Regions from separate parts of the Mus musculus genome. Here region 1 is linked to region 2. A link is a contact called in public promoter capture Hi-C data. All regions are on one chromosome and are shown on one strand. Each heading gives the region's core, a stretch centred on a gene start, on an enhancer-like site or on the middle of the called end of the contact. The rest is flanking DNA. Distances are from core to core; before and after follow the strand shown. Region 1 overlaps Armc2 (armadillo repeat containing 2). Region 2 overlaps Ccdc162 (coiled-coil domain containing 162).

Region 1 (5,233 bases), core at 446-2,945, 230 kb after region 2:
TAGGAAGCCAGCCATGTCCTCCTCCTGGCAGCATGGTACGCCCTAACAGACATGCACTTTGCTAAGACATCATGGGCCCCACAAGTTGTAAATAAATGGCTTTAACTATGGAAGGACACAGAAGAGGACACTGTTATACAGAATGGTCTGTGACCAGCTCCAGGGCATTAGCAACAGCAGGAGCTACTATGGGAGCTACCTTCTTCCATCTGAGGGATATTGGCCTAAAGCCAACAAGAGATTGCCACCCCCACCCTGACGTACGGAAACTGAGGCTTCTGGAGACTGAAGGACACGGTGAGGGGCACTCAGGGCCTGTCTGAGCATGCTAATGCACTTCAATACCTCATTCCCAACTACCCTCAACCTCCAATGTCCCACAGACTTGAGGCATTTTTCAGGGGGCGGGGGTTTAAGACAGGGTCTCTCCACATAGCCCTGTATGGCTGCAAACTCACAGAGATCTGCCTGTTTCTGCCTTCTGAGTACTGGGATTAAAGGCCTGCACCGGGCATCTTTGACCCTTCACCAACCTCTCAAACTGGTTGCCTCACTTCTCTTGTGAAAGGCGCCCCTGGTGGCCGGTCTGTGCACTGCAGGAGGAGACTTGGAATCTCTTCATCTCAGGAGCAGAGCAATCTCCTCTGCTCAAAAGCATCCACTGCCTGTCCCCTCACCCTAAGGAGCATCCAACTCAGCCATCTGCCCCGTGTGACTGATAGTGCTTTACCACCCACAGGCAGCCAGAGTGGACACATGATTCTCACACGGCACCCTAAAATAGTCCCCGTGCATGATGCTGACCACAGGCAAAGGACTGATGTCAAGCTGTCACAGAAGGAATAAACTATGTTCCACAGACTCCTCATACTTAGGAGACAACTCCTATCCAGCCTAGGAAAACATTTTAGAAGGACCTTTAAGAATTAAGTTAAAGGGGGTTGAAAATTTAACACTCCCCATGCCCTTAACCAGAAAATTAATCAAGACACCCTGTTTTAAACTGGCTAAAACTGCCTGCATCTTAGAGTTGAGTTAGGATTTCCAGTTTGCTTTATCCGACTTTCCACCCTTAAATAAAACCTAAACATTTGAGTTTACAGGTGGCTAAAGAATAAAAGTCACCAAAGGCAGGCTGCAGACTTCTGAGAAAATACTGATTTACCTATCCTATCAGCACTGGCGGCGGGTTGACGGTTAGCCTGAGAGAATACATATTCATTCATTCATATATATATATATATATATATATATATATATATATAATCAGACCAATCTGAGAGACCACAGACTCAAAACTGCAGACCTAAGCAGACCATTCTGAAGGCAGAGATGACCACCTACCCACCCATCCAACTGCCAACCCAGCCACCCTATCAGCAATTATTCACTGAGTACCCACACTCCACACCTCTGAATGTGGCTCCCCCTCAAAAACACCAGGGCAACAGTTAGACTTTTACTGCGATGGGTTCTTTTTTAAGGCACAGACATAAAGGCATTTGGGCTCTGAGCTGAGTGGGGGAAGAGCCCGTTCCACAAGGACAAAAACAGTGGGAGCTGGAAAGAATGAGCAAGCTTCGGCCCACTGAGCCTGCCCGGTCAGGGGTGCAGAACGAGGGCAAGGCTGAACAAGGAGCTCACTCAGCCAAATGCTCTCACTTGCTCGCCTGCCTGCTCGCTCGCCCAGCACCGCTGGGAATGTGCCTGCAGAGAGGCTGGGAAGGCAGCCAAAGGGCACACTCCTGCCAGGGAGGAGGCAGAGAGCCAGTGGAAGCAAGTTGCCACACAAAGACACCAGGGGAAAGGGGTGGAGGGCTCTTCCTAACCAATCCAGCACAGTTGCTAAGAGGATGTGAGGAAGGGAGGGTGGGTTATCTCTGCGCGGCTAAATGCCTGGCCCAAGTTAGAAACATGGGGAGGGTGGGACGCTCTGCTTGCCGCCCCATCTCCAGCCATTCCAGGTCTCTCTCTTCCTGCAACAGGATGTCGGAGCTGTCCAAATCAGAGCTCATGCTGCATGCCTGGCTGGAGGGGTGGCTCACCCTCCAGGTCTGAGTGGAACTATGCAGAACAAGAGGCTGACTTTAAAAATACAGCACAAGAAGGGCCAGTCTGGTGATGCCGGACCCTGCTTGCCAAGCTTTGCCTGTCATCCCGCCGCATTTAGTAGCTCTGTTTAGAAAAGGAGAAAGAAAGAAATCTGCCCTGTCCAAAAGTGGGAGAGCTGGAGAGGCGGAGGAGGATCCGTGGTGACGGGGCGGCTAATGTAGATAAGGATTGTTCTTTGTGAACTTCGTGTGACCTTTGTAAAAGGCTGCCCCTTACATAAGTCTTATTTCAGGCATTTTCTACCAGAGTTCTTGCCCAGTAGATATTTACAGAAGAGATGGGGAAAATCCCTTTATGTTCTTCCAAAATTCAAACCCACACATACTGTGATGGGCTTCTAAATGTAGTAGTGCTGACATCAGAGGCACCTCAGAAGCTAGCCCTGCCTCAGCACCACAGCTTGCTCCTTCTCCCTTATTAAGCCCATCTGTTTGCACATTTGGTTTGTACCAAATGCAATTTACACCATAAAGCAGACAATATGTGCCTAGTGCTTAAATGAGATCTACCATTTAATTGGATCTTGATAGGAATTCTTACCTAAACTGGAAAGTGTGGCTTTGAATGGAGTTGATGGCAACTGTTTTCTGTCTCAGTTTTGTGCCCATTGAGACCTGAGCTACAGATTGTCTTAGCACTTGTACATAAGTTGAGAACTCGCTTGTTGCCCCTGTGGAAGTCTATTCTGAAAACTTCTGTAGAGCCCCACCCCCACCCCTGCCCACACCCCCAGAGAAATACCACATACAAACTCAGCTCACTTCACCCAGGGCTGGGAGTAAGATTTGTTGTCAACAGAAATAACACACCACTCTCAAACATGTCTGCTGCAAACTTACGAAGTTCAGATGTGGCTAAACACACATTTACACACATCTGTGCTCTTTCAAAGGGAAAATCTACAGGAACATTGGACCGTTTTAATGACATTTAATGTGCTTGTCTCATGCAACAAATCAAGAGCTGGGGGCTTGGCTAGCTAACTGTGGTCCATGAGATTTCCCCCCGGGCAGGTCCTTCTGAAGGTCCCAAGGGCCCCACCTCATTCCTCCCTCATGGGCTACTCTGATTGGTGCTGCATGCCTGCCAAGGATGGCAGCTGGTCCCAGGACAACTTGTTTTGACAAAAGTCTGGCAGAGAACATTGGGAGAAGAGTCTAACACAACGTAACATAACATCTTGTTTTCCCTGAGAAATTGTCTCTGTAGCTAGGGAGAGCTCAGTGGGAGAGCACATGTTTAATGTGACACCAACCCCCCTTCCACCTCCACGGGCACACACTTACACACACACACACACACACACACAGAGAGAGAGAGAGAGAGAGAGAGAGACAGAGAGACAGAGAGACAGAGACAGAGAGACAGAGAGACAGAAAGACAGAGACACAGAGACAGAGACACAGAGAGAGACAGAGACACAAACACAGACACAGAGATAGAGACAGAGACAGAGAGCAAACAGGTCAAAAATTGTCAGCTGCCCAAGCAAAAGCAAGGAGGCAGCCCAACATTCACTGGAGAAGCTCATAGCTGGTCTTGGCTGGTCTTGTCAGTTGTTCCCTTCTTTAACATGCTTACCCTACGTCATGGTGACCTGAGTTAGCACTTGAGACCCCTGGAGGTTCATCTCAAAGTCACTTCATACACACTGAAGGACGCGTCTTAGGGAACCACCTCATTTGTGTTACAGGTTCTCCCAGCTGCAGCTCAGCACAAGCTCGGGCAGGAGTTTCTTAGAGACGGACTCTCGGGTCCCACCCCAGACCTCAGCCAGAACCAGCCAGGGTGAGGCCCAGCAACCTGCATCCCCAAAGCTTCCCGAGAGATTCATTCCAGTGTGGAGCCTGGGATTAAACTGAGAAACCTCTGTTGTCCTTTTTATTGTATGGCTTTACAAAAACACACAAATTCGTATTCCTCCTGGGTCATCCTCACAGCAAGATGTGTAGAGATTAAAAGTGAAGGCCACCCACCCCCTTGTTCATTTTCAGCACACTCAGAAAAGCCTGCTCTAAATGCTCAGTCACACTTAACAGCTGTAAGGGCAGCGATAGGTCAGATGCTTGCTTTGGGTACTCGATCATGTAATTTCTCTCCTTTTTCCCCTTTAACAAAAACAACAGCAGATGGGGAAGAGATATTTCACATCTCCCATCAGCAGTGAGTCCGGTACAGGATTTCCCCCTCAGTGTGCTGTGGAAGTAACTGGCCACAGCTTCCTGTGTAGCACTCTGCCCCCTGATAACATCACTTTGTGTGTGCGTGTGTGGAGGGGGGGCAGGGTATAGGTGACATTTGTCAGTATGAAGCTTTTTTTTTGTTTTGTTTTGTTTGGGGGGGGGTCTCATGTAGCCCAGGCTAGCATCTAACTCATGATCCCCCTGCCTCAGCTTCCTCAGAGCTAGGACTAGAGGTATATGTTTCAATTTTAGAATCTACAGTCTTGAAAATCACAACAGGCTCACACTAGTAAGCCCAGCACGAATAGTATTGGTCAGTGCCAGCCTGGTGGGTTCCATGATAGCCTAGGTTTCATAGCAAGACCACGTGACCAACAGAGAAAGAAAGAGTGGGGGGAAAGGGAAGGAGGGAGGGAGAAAGAGAGAGAGAGAGGGAGAGGGAGAGAAGGACAGAGGGAGGGAGGGAAAAAGAGAGAAAGAAAGAGAAAAAGAGATGATAGATTGATTTAAAACACACACACAATTATAAATGGCAGTGTGATGTCACGTTAACACGGCTCTTGTCAATGAGCCAAGTTGTCCCCAGTGTGAAGGGTGACACGTCTCCATGTTGGTGTTGCTGAGAGAACACAGTGGGCACTCAGGGCAGCCCTCTCTCAGAGGATTAGAAAATGTGTGTGTGTCACGGAGAATACACTCCAGGTGCCAGTTAGAGGCAGACATGTAGACAGGGCACCCCAAACCAGACACAGACAAGAAGGGTCTGACACTAGGAACTGAACCCAGAACCTTTCACTGTGCCGATCTCTGAGTTACTCCCCCAGACCCAGGCTGGTGGTCCACTCCTTATTTTATTCAATACTAGTTTTTAAATTATCTTTATTTTATGTGTATGGGTGTTTTGGCTGCATGCATATCTGTGCACCACTTGTGTGTCC
Region 2 (5,255 bases), core at 877-3,376:
TGCTCACCATGTTAGGACAGCACTGTTCACACAACCAACTAGAGGAACCAGCCTAGATATGCACTAACAGATGTGTAAGAAAAGTTTCTCTCTCTCACTCTCTCTCTCTCTCTCACACACACACACACGAGAGAGAGAGAGAGAGAGAGAGAGAGAGAGAGAGAGAATTTCATTCTGAACTGATAAGGCATGCAATCATGTCATTTTCAGGCAAACACATAGAACTGGAGATGATCATGTTAAGTGACATGATGCAGACTAAGAATGACAACCATCATGCTTCCCTCCCAAATGTGAAATCTAGATATGAATATATGAATATGTAAGTACACCACACACATGCATACACACACAGCATATACACACAGATCACACACACATACATACTACATGTACACACCCCACAGACACACGCATGTACACACACACACACACCATACACACACACTGGAAGGCCAGAGAAGCTGTTTCTGGTGTCAGTAAAGGATGGAAGCTGTAGCAATGTCAAGAGAGTAGACGCATTCACCAGCAAGGGGCAAAGGCAAGCAGGCAAAGAGAGCTAGCCCCTTCCCCACAACCTCATATCTGGGCTGCTGACCAGGAGATGCCACCCTTGGGAGGAGTCTCTTCTCAGCTAATCCTTCCAGGATACACCTATACAGCCTCCCAGAGCATTGACTTTTGGTTGATTCCATATCCAATAACATTGACAATCAGTATTAACCATCACAGAAGGCTTGGGGGAAGGAAGAGAAGTAGTGAGAGTAGGGAACAGGGAATGGGGCATGTGAAAAAAATAGTGGTATACATGTTTGAAAGTCATAGGCCCCTTTGGACAGGGATAGTGTGAGGACAAGGTGTAGCTATGAGTGTCTCCTTGTTTCAGTTTTGTCAGGATTCGCCACTGGAGGATTAAGATTTAATAAGGCCTACTAGATTAGGATTTTAGTTGTTGCGCCCAGCTACTGAGTTACCGTTGTTTCTGTACAACAACAACGAAAGAAAGAAAAATCATAGCACGTTATTCTGTATACTAAGAAAATATTTTGTACCCAGGTGATAATCCATGCATTAAAAGAACCCAGATTGTGTTTTGTTTTGTTCTGTGTGTGTGTTGTATCTGTATGTGTACAGGTGCAGTAAGGGGCCAAAGGAAGACAACCAATTCCCTGGAGTTACAGGAGGTTGTGAGCTGCCAGTTTAGAAGAGGAGCAAATGCTCTCAAATCTGCCTGTCTGTCTGTCTACCTATCTATCTTATCATTTTTTTTTTTTGAGACAGGGTTTATATAGCCCTGGTTGTCCTAGAACTCAGGGATCCTCCTGCCTTGCCCCCCCAAACCAAGTGCTGGGATTAAAGGTGTGCGCCACCACCGCCCGGCTTAAATGTACTTTTTAAAGTGTATGCACGTGCACTTGTGTGTGTGTGCATGTATATATGGTACCACTGGAAGCCAGAAGGTGGTGTTGGACCCTCTGGAACTGGAGTTATAAGCTAGTCTTATTTGGGAGCAGTTTGCTCGTTCTGGGTAGGTGGTCCTGGGTGCTATAAGAAAGCAGATATCTGGCTGAGCAGGATTTGAGGAGCAAGCAAGCCAGTAAGCAGCACTCCTCCATGGCCTCTGCGTCAGCTCCTGCCTCCAGGTTCCCACCCTGATTTCTTTGGATGATGGACTACAGACTGGAAGATGAAACAAACCCTTTCCTGCCTAAGCCGCTTTGGGTCTTGATGTTTCATCACAGTGACAGAAACCCAAATACAACACTGAATCAATAAAATGGCCCAAGAGATCTATGCAGTAGGAAATCTGAAGGCAGGACTGGCACTTGAGAGGCTGTGACAGCAGCAATGGGCATTTGACTCCAGGGTTAGAAAACAGGACAGCACAGTGGCTCAGAACAGCAGGGATTTTATCGTTATAACTCTTCACATTCTAAAATAAGGCTGGGCTCCCAGCTCCTGGAAGGTGACTTTTAAGTTCTTAGAATTCTCTGTCTGATAGGAGTGTTTCTGTTTTCCTGGGGCTTTCGGGTATGGCAGGTAGCCTAAGTTAACAACATGATTTATGGTGAGGACGCGGTTAGTATCGGCTTGATACTTGAAGGCCATCGACCCAGGCAGTTAGCCAGGCCCATGTGACTGATGTACTAAGGCCTCCTGTTGGCAAAACTCAGAAAACACTGCTGGGTGGATGGAAGGCTCTTTTCGTGACTTCACGGAAAACCCAAACCCCTAGAACCTTGCTCCTGACATCATCTCTGGCTTATGTGGCTTTGAGAGGTTGACACTGGGGTTTCCTACACAGCCTTGGCTGGCCTTGAACTCTTCTTGCCTCTTCAGTCTCTAGAGTGCTGGGTTTACATATGCATGAACCACTATGCCAGGCCCCTCACGTGCCTTGTCAGTTGCTGAGTTTACCTTATTCTTTTCCTGAAAAACGGCATAACTATGAGCATGAAGCTTCCTGCTAGTAAACCTCTGTACCTGAAGATCATCTTGGGGGAAACAAAACACAGATGCAAAAAGTCACCATGGTGGGTTCATTCTCCAAGTGAATGACTCCTCCCATCTCCATCTCTCTACACACAGCATCCCAACCTGGGCAAGACTGAAGATACATGGCTATTTCAGATACAGTAAGTATTTGAAACATTTTCTCCTGTGAAGGAATAAATTTGGCAGCTTTGGTAATTTTGTAGGTTTTTTTTTTCTATTTTTTAATTTGATAAATCTTGTCCTTGGATTCCTTTACAAATCTCTGCACATAAACTTTTCTTCTTAAATTATTTAGCTTCTGACTAGTACACACACACACACACACACACACACATACACGGTAGATCTGGTAGATCTGAGTGTCCTGAGAGCCTTGTGACACACTGGGACATCGTGCTGTCATCTATAAAGTCTGCAGCTGAGGATTATTTGTTTAAGGTACAATAGCCTACTCACACGCTAAAGTCACAGCATGTGTTCATCAGACAGAAGATTAACAGGACACAGTTGAGAAAACCCAGTGCTCTGAGAACCCTGGGGCAGCTGATACCGCTTTCTAGGAAGAACTTCTTTCTTCTAATCTGCTGGATTTCTCAGCTCTATGTTTGCGGCTTGGCTCGCTTCTGGGAAGACTAAAGTCTTCCGCATATATCACATCTCTGAAAAATTTTTTTTTTTTTTTGGTTTTTTGAGATAGGGTTTCTCTGTGTAGCCCTCGCTGGCCTGGAACTCACTTTGTAGACCAGGCTGACCTCAAACTCAGAAATCCACCTGCCTCTGCCTCCCGAGTGCTGGGATTAAAGGCATGCGCCACCACGCCCGGCCTGAAAAATATTTTAGGGCCAGTAAAGATACTTTTGCTAATAAGTCAAAAAATCATACGCATTCTATAGGTTTCTCGGGAGAAATTTAAATTCTAAGTGGGTTTCCTGTGTACCAACACAACTTATATTTTAAGTAATGCAAACAGTGACGAGACGTGGAAAGCTTTCAAGCCGCCAGGATATTTTTGGATGACTGCCCTGTAAACATCGGTCCTGTATTTCAGGCAAGGAATGATTCACATTCTGTACTTGCTCAGTAATAGGTTTTTCAAAGAAGTGCCCTACAATTCAGTGTACACTGAACTTTACGGCGAACCAGCAGGAAACAGTACTTCCAAAGTTCTCTAGAGTCTGATTTCATGTCATCAGATCTAGTAGTCTGGTCAATACTATGTTATTAATTAGTTATTTAGTTATTTATAGCTACTTCGTTATGATCAGAAGGTCTGTCTTATAAGTCTCCTCTCTTAAAGGCTAAGATCTCTTAAAAGCACCTTTTAGCTGGGTGGTGGCGGCGCACGCCTTTACTCCCAGCACTTGGGAGGCAGAGGCAGGTGGATTTCTGAGTTCCAGGCCAGCCTGGTCTACAGAGTTCCAGGACAGCCAGGGCTACACAGAAAAACCCTGTCTCGAAAAAAAAACAAAAACCAAACAAACAAACCAAACAAACAAAAAAACAAACAAAAAACCCCAACAACAACAACAAAAGCACCTTTTAATGTCTATTTCGTGTGTGTTTGTGTGTGTGTGTGTGTGTGCTCTCGCGCATGAGCATAAGCACTGGTGGAGGTCAGAGGTTGAACTCAGGTCACCAGGCACAGTGACCTCTCTACCTGGTGAGCCATGTCACCAGCCCAGATCTTTATCTTTAACCGTTTAAGTAACCTTAGCGTGACTAATTGCTTCTAAGTGGGGAGAATTCTAATGAGTGCCATTCTTTCGATCACTTCTCTACAGCGGTTCTTCCTGTCTGACCACAGCTCAGAACAAAGTTGTTGTGACCACAAAGAAACAGAAATCTGTAGCATGGAACCACAGGCACAGCATGAAAATGTAGAATTAAAAGCCACAGAAACACAAGCTCCCCCTCAGGAGATACTTAGCAAAGGGGTTTTTTTTTGTTTGTTTGTTTTTTGTTTTTGTTCTTTTTTTTCTTTTAGGAAAACCATGTCTCTACTCTTACTACCTATTATAAAATTGCAAGCAAGCAGACATCCCGGCAAAGTGTCATGCCTGTCAGGACTGCCACATGGATGCCACTGCAGGCTTTATGTATGACGTTGCTGATTGCTGCTCTCTTACCCACTTCAGACTGCAGACAGGCATAGGACAAGTCTCATCTTCTCAGGGATTATAACTGTCCCCCAGAAAGGTCCACAGCAGGGTGGAGTAATGAGGTCACTTGTTGAATGATTTGGGTTGAATTTATTCGTCTACATTAGAAAAGCAATCTTTCCCTGGTGTAGGTCAGCCAGTGTTTCAAAGTGACATGAAAACCAATAAATCCAAGGGTATTGGTTAAAATGGGCATCCATCTGCAAAACACACCAAATGGATTCACAATGGCACGTGTGTGCTAACCAATAGATTGCTCCAGGCACAGAGGGAATCTGGAAGCATTTAGTGGCTTTCAAACGCATTCTCACTGAATGCTTATGGAGAGCTAACTTTTACTTCTTCTTTTTTTTTTTTTTTTTTTAAGATTTATTTATTATTATATGTAAGTACACTGTAGCTGTCTTCAGACACACCAGAAGAGGGCGTCAGATCTTGTTACGGATGGTTGTGAGCCACCATGTGGTTGCTGGGATTTGAACTCTGAACCTTCGGAAGAGCAGTTGGGTGCTCTTACCCACTGAGCCATCTCACCAGCCCCCAACTTTTACTTCTCCAAATACTCTTGGCTACATTTATACAGTTCAGGGATATATTGGC

The links. Promoter capture Hi-C pulls out the DNA fragments that hold promoters and counts their contacts.
Region 1: a contact with region 2 is called in a promoter capture Hi-C map of liver, with 2.3 times the contacts expected there. The contact joins two enhancer-like sites. A contact is called at or near these places in 2 of 39 promoter capture datasets (liver and pre-B cells), 1 of 115 datasets of contacts at active chromatin or transcription factors (stem cell-derived neural progenitor cells) and 2 of 9 other capture datasets (adipose tissue and embryonic stem cells).

The regions. Positions count from the first base shown.
Region 1 is chr10:41,933,101-41,938,333 of GRCm38.p6, forward strand. The region is part of intron 12 of Armc2 (armadillo repeat containing 2); the gene reads right to left. Among named protein-coding and RNA genes, the nearest start is that of Gm33058, 23 kb to the right of the region's middle. Within about 2 kb of position 1,696, at least 158 of the 459 cell types and tissues checked have an H3K27ac peak or open chromatin away from gene starts, as enhancers often do. A contact at or near this core is called in liver, where this site is marked.
Region 2 is chr10:41,707,450-41,712,704 of GRCm38.p6, forward strand. All of the region lies in intron 1 of Ccdc162 (coiled-coil domain containing 162), which reads right to left. Among named protein-coding and RNA genes, the nearest start is that of Ccdc162, 6.4 kb to the right of the region's middle. Within about 2 kb of position 2,127, at least 10 of the 459 cell types and tissues checked have an H3K27ac peak or open chromatin away from gene starts, as enhancers often do. A contact at or near this core is called in liver, where this site is marked.